2 separate regions of the Mus musculus genome follow, and region 2 is linked to region 1. The links are chromatin contacts, called in public promoter capture Hi-C maps. All regions are on one chromosome and are shown on one strand. Each heading gives the region's core, a stretch centred on a gene start, on an enhancer-like site or on the middle of the called end of the contact. The rest is flanking DNA. Distances are from core to core; before and after follow the strand shown. Region 1 holds the start of Dhx30 (DEAH (Asp-Glu-Ala-His) box polypeptide 30). Region 2 holds the start of Als2cl (ALS2 C-terminal like).

What was found. Capture Hi-C pulls out chosen DNA fragments and counts their contacts.
Region 2: a promoter capture Hi-C map of liver shows a contact between it and region 1. The contact joins the promoter of Als2cl here to the promoter of Dhx30 in region 1. A contact is called at or near these places in 1 of 39 promoter capture datasets (liver), 1 of 484 Hi-C or Micro-C datasets (embryonic stem cells) and 1 of 9 other capture datasets (liver).

Annotation. Positions count from the first base shown.
Region 1 is chr9:110,115,964-110,120,019 of GRCm38.p6, forward strand. Dhx30 (DEAH (Asp-Glu-Ala-His) box polypeptide 30) reads right to left here and starts at 1,653. Exons shown (of 23, transcript NM_001252682.1): 1 at 1,395-1,653. It also overlaps Gm10615.
Region 2 is chr9:110,877,991-110,882,046 of GRCm38.p6, forward strand. Als2cl (ALS2 C-terminal like) reads left to right here and starts at 2,184. Exons shown (of 27, transcript NM_001146059.1): 1 at 2,184-2,239. Tmie (transmembrane inner ear) reads right to left here and starts at 2,083. Exons shown (of 6, transcript NM_146260.3): 1 at 1,280-2,083.

The DNA.
Region 1 (4,056 bases), core at 403-2,902:
AGAACGCCCATAGACTTGACCTCATGTAATCCCTGAAGCTAGCCTATGAAGAACATTCTCTCCCGGAGAAAGAAACTGAAGCACAGATATCTAATTTACCCAGGATCCCATAGCATCAGGACCGAATGAACTCTGACCCCATGGTTTACACGTTTCTATTACACGACTTTTCTTACATATCAACCTGTATTCTGCATATATCATGTTCATTTTTTGAAAGAATAAGTGGGGTCCAAAACTGGATAAAACTTTTTGGACTATAGCTTCATAAATTAAAATATTGAAAAGTTTGATCTTTGGGTGTCAGGTGGGGTACACCTACATAGAAACTTTGTCAAAGAATATATAAATGTAGAAGTAAAAAGCATTATCATAAATCTAAATAATAATATATAATAAAATCAGGAAAGAGTTCTCCTGCCTGGAAATGTCAGACTCTGAGATTTAAGTATAAATTATAAGATGTAGTCAAGAGGTGCATGGCACATGGCGCTGGGGTCACTGCATTCCAAGAAACCGTTGCAAGGAAAATCATTAGAAAAGGTGTAATTTTACTCTGGCCAGTAGGTTGCATCCAAAAACAAGTTGAGACCTTGCAGCTGGACGGCAGCAGTTTATTTGCTACCATGCATGGCGAACACCCATGAACTGGGGGTTGTAAGGTGAACAGTCTCTGCATTGGAAAGCCGCAATTAAAAGACCAATATTGCTTACACAAGGACTATCTAGAAAGCACATAGACGCTGTACTCTTGGCTTGAGGATTCTGAAGACCCCTGGGAACTCCACTTCACTGCAAACAAAGGACCCACCATGCATTAGGTCTTCCCCTGCAAAATGGGACAAGTCACTACCAGCAAACAAAGAACACCTCACCCCTTAGCCTCCCCCACTGACAAGGTCGGTGCAAAAGGAGGCAAACCAGAAGAGTCAAAAATGCACCAAGGCCTCCCTTTAGAGGAACGGTCCTGACCCGCACAGTGGGAGGAGGGGCAGACAAAGGTCTCGGGCACTCCGGAGACTTCCTCCGGGCCCAGCCTGGGGAAAACCGAGCATCCCCTGAGGCGAAGGCGTCGTCGAGCCAATGAAGCCGCCTCTCTCGGCCTCCGCTGAGCCCCTGGCAGTGAGGCCCGCCCCGGCGGACCGGTCTGGCCCCCGCCCCGCCCCGGCTCCATGGCAACGGCAGGCCGAGGCCTGGCTGCCCACGGCTCGGCCCGGCCGGCTTCCCGGGCAGGCCTAGGATGCCCGGCCTGCTCCTCGGGCTCGCCAGCTCCTCCTTCCCACTCTCTGCCAGGCCGCTAGCCGGACTCGGGACCCCTCCTCGCGCCGACCACCCCCGACCGTGTCAGGCTGCTTCAAGGGGCGCGAAAGGGTAGAATAAAAAGCCCAATTCACCTGTTGTTACAGATGTGAAACAAGCCTCGGTGCACGGCGCATGAGCCGCGGGCCCCCCCAACTACGGCCGGACTACAACTCCCACCAGCGACGGCGCGGTCTCTTCCGGGTCCCGAGGCGGAAGTCCCACCTGCGGCCCCGGCTCTGTTCGGCCTGGCTCTCTGTGCGGGCTGCCGCTGCCTTGGGGCTCGCGATGGGTTCGGCTGCCTAGGTTGTCTCTAGTGTTCCTCAGCCCACAGCGCGAGACAGTCAGTCTGCGCCTGCACCCGGGCACTGGCTGGAGGGAGCGCGGCTGTAGCCCCAGACACAGGCGGGACTTCCGGCGGAGCGGCCGGGGACGCGCGTGGCCTGTGCCGTGGGAGCCGGCGAGAGCCGGCGGGAGCTGGGGACGGGTGACCATCTCAGGCTCATCTCTCCATCCCCAGCCGCAGCTCTGTGTCCGTCGCGCCTTTTCTCTCCTGCGTCTCCCCTTGGTCTTCTGCACTTTTAGGGAGGTGAGCGATTTTGCCTCACAGAGACATAAACCAGGCAAAGGACAGGGTAGCGCTTGCTGCTGGCTTCGGGGGGTTGTGGTGAGGGACGACTGCGAGTCTAGGCCACATCGACACTCAGGAGCGAGGGGAGGGGGTTTGCCTGTTTGTCCTCTGAACAGAGTGAAGCATGGGTTCAATGAAATCCGCCGTCGATAAAGGAAACTCAGTGGCGTTGGGCAGTAGTTCACAGCTGGGAAGACAATATTTGAGGATGTGCCCTTTCGTGATATTTGGAGAACTAATACAATAGCTCGTAATTTAAAACAGACGAAGAAAATTCTATGTGCATGTGTGTGGTACCAAGTGACATGGCATCAGATCCTTGGAAGCTGGAGTTACAGGCTGTTGTCGGCCAGCTGTTATCTTAGGTTTTTTATTGCTGAGGTAAAAATACCACTTCTCACCTTATAGGTGACAACCTGCCACTGAGTAATGTCATATCAGGAATGGAAACAAAAGACATGGAGGAACCCTTGCTTACTGCCTCATGGCTGATACAACAGCCCCAGAATTTACTATCTCCCCAGGGGAGGCACCCTCCCAAAACCTCCACCCTGCCTAAAAGCCAGATTGGTGGGGGCAGTTTCTCAATTGTGGTTCTCTCTACCCAAATGACTATAGCTTGTGTCAAATCAACCAAAACACACACAACAACAAAACTACTAATCAGGCAAGTGTTCATAACCACTGAACCATATCTCCAGTCCGTTTTCCTATGCTATTTTTTGTGCAGCCATTTAAATGTATTGTTAGCTGTGTGCCACAGCACAGGTGACTTCAGCTGGTCCGAAGCTGGAGCAAGACAACTGGGAATTAGAAGCCAACCAGGATTGCATAGCAAGAAATGCTTCTAAACCTAGCATTCTGGAGACAGAGACATGCAGATCTCTGATCTGAAGAGTTCCAGGCCAGTCAGCGCAACATAGACCCTGTTTCAAATGAAGACGGAAAGAAAAGGAAGGAAGGAAAGTATACTAGTTGCTATTTTCCTGCTAGATTGCACAGAAGGCTAGGAGAAATGAAGGAGGTGAAACAAAGAATTGCTTCTTGAAAACAAAACATAGAAATCCCTGCAGTGCCCAACATGTTTGGTACATACTTGGAATCCCTATAGAAACAGGATCTTCAAGGCAAGCTTCATATAGACCAGTTTGAGTTATCCAAGACTGGATCTCGAACAGGCAAACAAATCCTTGTGCTGGTAATTTGAGAGACTGCTATTTATAGGCAGGTATGTAGACAATATGACCCTAGCCTCAGGAAGCCTAGTATCCTAGTAGAAAAGAGGAAAAGGGGGAGCCAAAGGAAAGAGATAAATACTAGAAAGGTGTGACGTGCTAGGGACACAAGAGAAGGCTTGCCCACTGCTGAGTGCTAAGAGTGTTGGTCGAGAAGTATGTCCTGAGACTACAATGGCTCACTATGGCCAACAGATTAAATAAATGTGTAGGCTTTTACAGAAAATAGATCAAAGTTTCTGAGTGTAGTACTGTGTGGATTAACCCCCATTTGCTACAAGTCTGAAGCCAGCCTGGGCTCCATTGAAAGACTGTCCCCACAATGAAGTAGAAAGTGGGTGCTGGAGAGATGGTTCAGCACTTAAGAGCACTTGCTCTTCTAGAAGACCCAAGTTCAATTCCTAGCATCCACATTGAAGCTAACAGCCCTCTGCAGCTCCAGTTCCAAGGAAACTAATTGTTCCTCTATCAGTACTGCCTAGACATAGACATAGTCAGACAAATATTTATACACAGAAAAATATATAAATATATTAAAGTGGACCAGCAAGGCAATCACCAGAGCCCACATAGTAGAAGGAAAGAACCAAATTGGGGTGGGGGGGCTGGAGAGATGGTTCAGTGGATAAGAGCACCATACGGCTCTTCCAGAGGTCCTGAGTTCAATTTCCAGCAACCACATAGTGACTCACTATCAGCTCTAATGGGATCTTATGCCCTTTCCTGATATGTCTGAAGAAAGCTACAGTGTACTCATATAAATACAAATAAATAAATGTTTTTTTTTTAAAAAACCAAATTGGGAAAATTGTCCTTTGATCTCCATATACATGATGTTGTGCTGTGGGGGCCCCACCCACTCACACATCAGGGCTTCTCTGTATAACAGCC
Region 2 (4,056 bases), core at 934-3,433, 760 kb after region 1:
AGGTGGGGGTGGGAGTTAGATAGCCTGGGCCAGTGACACAGCAGCTGGGAGTGCTGGGAGCTGGCTGTTCCTGAACTTGTTGGCCCTAAGCCCGACCCAGAATAGCTCAGGGCTGAGCCCAGCCTGTATGTGCATGAACCTGAGCTAATGTGGTAAGACACTGGTGCGTGCGTAGGGAAGGGCCTTGCATTCTGCATGTGGCTCTATGTCTGTGTGTCAGTCTATGTCCTTGGACACGGATGCACAAGTGCCCACGAATGGGGCTGCTACCATGGAGATGTGTGGCCCAGCTGAGTACATATGTGGCCACATGCCTCCCATGGGGAACTGTATACATGCACATGCCATGTGCAAATCTGTGAGGAGCTGAAACAGGAGCCCTGTGATGAGGTGGGGAAGGGCAGGGGATTCAGTAGATCTCAAACTTTGGGTACTACCGGGGGAGTGGGGCAGAATCCGGCCCTCTGTCAAGGACTAACTGGAAGAGATACCAGGTAGGCCTTGCCTCGAGGCAGATAACAGAACAAGGAGTGGGGATGCATGTGAGAAGGCTGAGTGGATGAGAAAGTCGTCGCATCTCATGAAGGAAGCTGGGATGCCCCTTTCTTCCTCCCAGGCAGGCAGAGGGCAGGGGTTAGAGAAGTAGGTATCTGGGGGATGGTGCATCCTCGGGGGTAGGGGAGGTGGGAGCGGGGTACACAGGAGAGTATTGAAAGCAGCAAAGCTGGGGTTGAGGTGTCACCTCAGTTCAGTACTTGCATGTAGGCATGATCCCCAAAACCCATGTGAAAAAGCAAGGTGTGGTGGCAGACAATTGTAATCCCATTACAGGGAGGCAGGGACAGTCAGGTACTCACTGGGCACTCAGTCTAGTCTATGTGGTTAGGTGAAGGCCTATGAGAGGCTGTCTCAAAAAAAAAAAAAAGCACCAGAGGAGACACAGCCAAACATCACACACACACACACACACACACACACTCACACACTCACACACTCCTGCATGGATATACATACACATCATACATGAAAAAAAAAAAAAAGAACCTGTAATACATTTATCTTTTAAAAAAGTATTTACAAGAAAGAAAGAAAAGGCTGGAAGGAAGGAGATGTTTTGGCCGAGTGGAGAGGGAAGAAGAGGCTCGGGAGGGTTCTTGACGATGGAGAGACCAAGATTGGAGCAGGGAAGTGAACAAGAGCAGCAACCGCGGTAGGGTTCTTGGGCAACAAACTTGGAGCCTGCCACTGTAGGGCAGATTGGCAGAACTTAAATGCTCACCAGAAAGCACCCCAAGGGAGCCAGGGATGCTGAAGTTGGCAGGCCCCTTCTGAGAAACTCTTAGAAGTCTCTTTTCTCTCTGGCAGAATGCATGGAGGCTGTCCAAAACTTGGGTAGGGGGCAGGTGGACTATCCTTGCTCTTTCACAGCTGTCTCCTCCCCAGGCTTCTCTCTGTACTCAGGCTTGGAAGGCTTAGAAGCAACTCAGCCAGGCTAGTCAGCAGCTCCTAGAGGCCGGGTGCCACTGCAGGTGGAGGGGTGACTTGCTTGCTGGCCAAAAGGGAGCCCGGCAGCTGGACAGCAGGCCTCTTTGTTACAGGTTTGAACCATGGTCCCTCCTCCTTCCAAGACTTTGGTTTGGAACTGCGCTGCTCTTTCCAAGGTCGAAGGCTTTGGCACAGGAAACTGGCCAGCTTCAGGCTGTACCCGGAATGAATGCAGGGGGCCTCCTTCAAGGTTACACACAGCAGTAGCTGCTACCAAAGCATGCCCAGTTCAGGGTCTTCGGATCATCATGGCCAACTGCTCTAAGCAACAAGTTTCCCGAATCTACCCAGGGCTCCTTCGCGGGTGTGTGAGGGTGAGGGGGGGGGGGTGCCCAGTGACCCAAAGGGGGTCGGCAAGATTTCAGAGCTACAGCCTGGGCAGAGTTGGTGGGTAAGGAAATCGGGGTGGCCCCAGGCACTGCCTGCCGTCCTCGGATCTGGAGAGGGAGGTAAAAGGCGAAAGACAGCCAGGGTGCGATCCTGGGGAGCTCGCGGACCGACCGAAGGGGAGCTTTCGCAGTCTGGCGGGAGAGGCTCTGGGAGAGAGTTGTTGGCTTGGGGACATTCCGAGGCCGAGCCCCGCCTCCTCGGAGACGCCCCCGCGCGAACAACACCTCGGGGCGGGGCGCGGAGAGGAAGGGCGGCCCGGCGCGGAGCTGCGCGGCCACTCGGGGCACCGCGGCGCAAAGCGCAGGTAAGAGCGCGCGTCGGTGGGCGGGGTCCGCTGCCCCACGAGCTCAGCTGCGGGTGGGGGCTCTCTCCTCCTCCCGCTGCCATGGTCACGAGCCCTCCATCTTCGGTCTCAGCTTCCTCCTCCCGGTCCCGTGGCCGCCCGGCTCCGGTTTAAACGCAGCGCGGGGTCCAACCCCTAGCAGCAGTGCGGAGCGCGAGCACCGTGCCCTGCGTCCAGGCCAGAACCCAGGTGCGAGTTTATCACCCAGAGGGAGAGAGGCTGCCAGGAGCAGGTGACCTGGCTGGTCAGGGCGGAAGGGCTGACAGAGAAGCCGAAAAGGTGGTGTTGCCTGCCTGGGAGGAGCCTAGACGGATGTCCGAATGTTGGAGCAGAGTAGTTTGGAACTGACTAATGCAGTCGGGAAAAGCTAATGCGGAGACTGGGAGGCATGTAGGGCAAGAGAGGCAGAGAAGGGGCTGAAGACTGGAGGGCCCGTGTGACAGTTTTGTGCACTTGCCTGGAGCACTTTCTCCACTGCCCACCGGGCATGTAGGTTGATTAATGGGCCTCTAGCATAGTCCAGGAAAAGCAGAAATAAGGTCCATGCCACTCCAGATCAGGAAATACCAGAGTGAGTGCCATGCTAGGGTGCGGCTTAAGGGGCCTGAGGGGCCAGAACTGGGTGAGGGCAGGGAAGGCCCCAGTGACCCTGCTTGGGAGCGATCTGGTGTGGACAGAGGCCAAGAATGCAAGGGAAAGGTCTAGCTACTGTTTAGATGGCCACAAGGACAATAGCTGAGTCACCTGTGCACCCAGCTTAACTTTTTTGGCCTCACCCTGCAGCTTTTGAACCAAGTCTACCCGGGGTGAGAAGGGAGGCTGGGCCCTACTAGGAATGCTGGGTGTACCTCAGTGAGTCACCCAGCACCTCTGAGCCACTTAGTTCTCGTGAGCCTGTTAGGGCTGGGAGTGAGGGGCCTGGGTCTGAGCTCTGCACCTGATCTACAGATAGTATCTCTACACCCTCCTGGACTTTCCATGCCTCAAATTCACCGTTTGCACAGCCTGCCACTCAGGACCCCAGAGTTGGCAGGAGGGAGAGTATGAGGAAGCCGTGTTGTTGACCAGAGGGCTATGGGATGGGTGCTGGGCCCAGGGCTAGAGAGAATATTCTTGCTGGCTCATACTCTCAAACACTCGTGTCTGGCCTTTTACTCACGACACCGCTTCTAGCTCCTAGCTGGGAGACTTCTATATCAGACTCCAGATGTAGCCTTCCTGGGCCACCTTTACCATCCATGTTTAATGTCTGCCCTTTCCTCTGGTGATGTGATTTCCTGGGGGTGGAAATCCTTCTGGGACCACAGACCTAAAAGGTACTACTATAGAGTTAGTGGCTGCTAATCTGGGTCTGTCGTATCTACCCAGGTCCAGTCTATCCATGCCAAGAGAAGCGTCTCTCTACAGTTTATTCTTTTGAGGGGCAACCACAGGAGTCTGAAATGTCCTGGTCTAGTTAGATCTCCTTTTCAGAGAGGACCAGGGATGGGTAAGCTATGACATATCAGGCTGAGATGGATCTCTTGTGGACAGCCGGCTAAATGTGGGCAGGGTACCAGGGTAGTTCAAGGTTATAGGGATAGACGTTCCAGTCTATCAATGTCTGGAAACATGGTTGAGGGTCAGGGAGGCCCAGGTCACTTGGCCCACCTCAGTCCCTCAGCTGGGCTCTCATGGCCAGTGGAAACCAGATGCCGAACCAGAGGATCCCGAGTCTGTCCTCCTCACCCTCTGCTTGTCTGTGTTTGGGGGGAGGCACTATGTTTACTGCCAGCAAA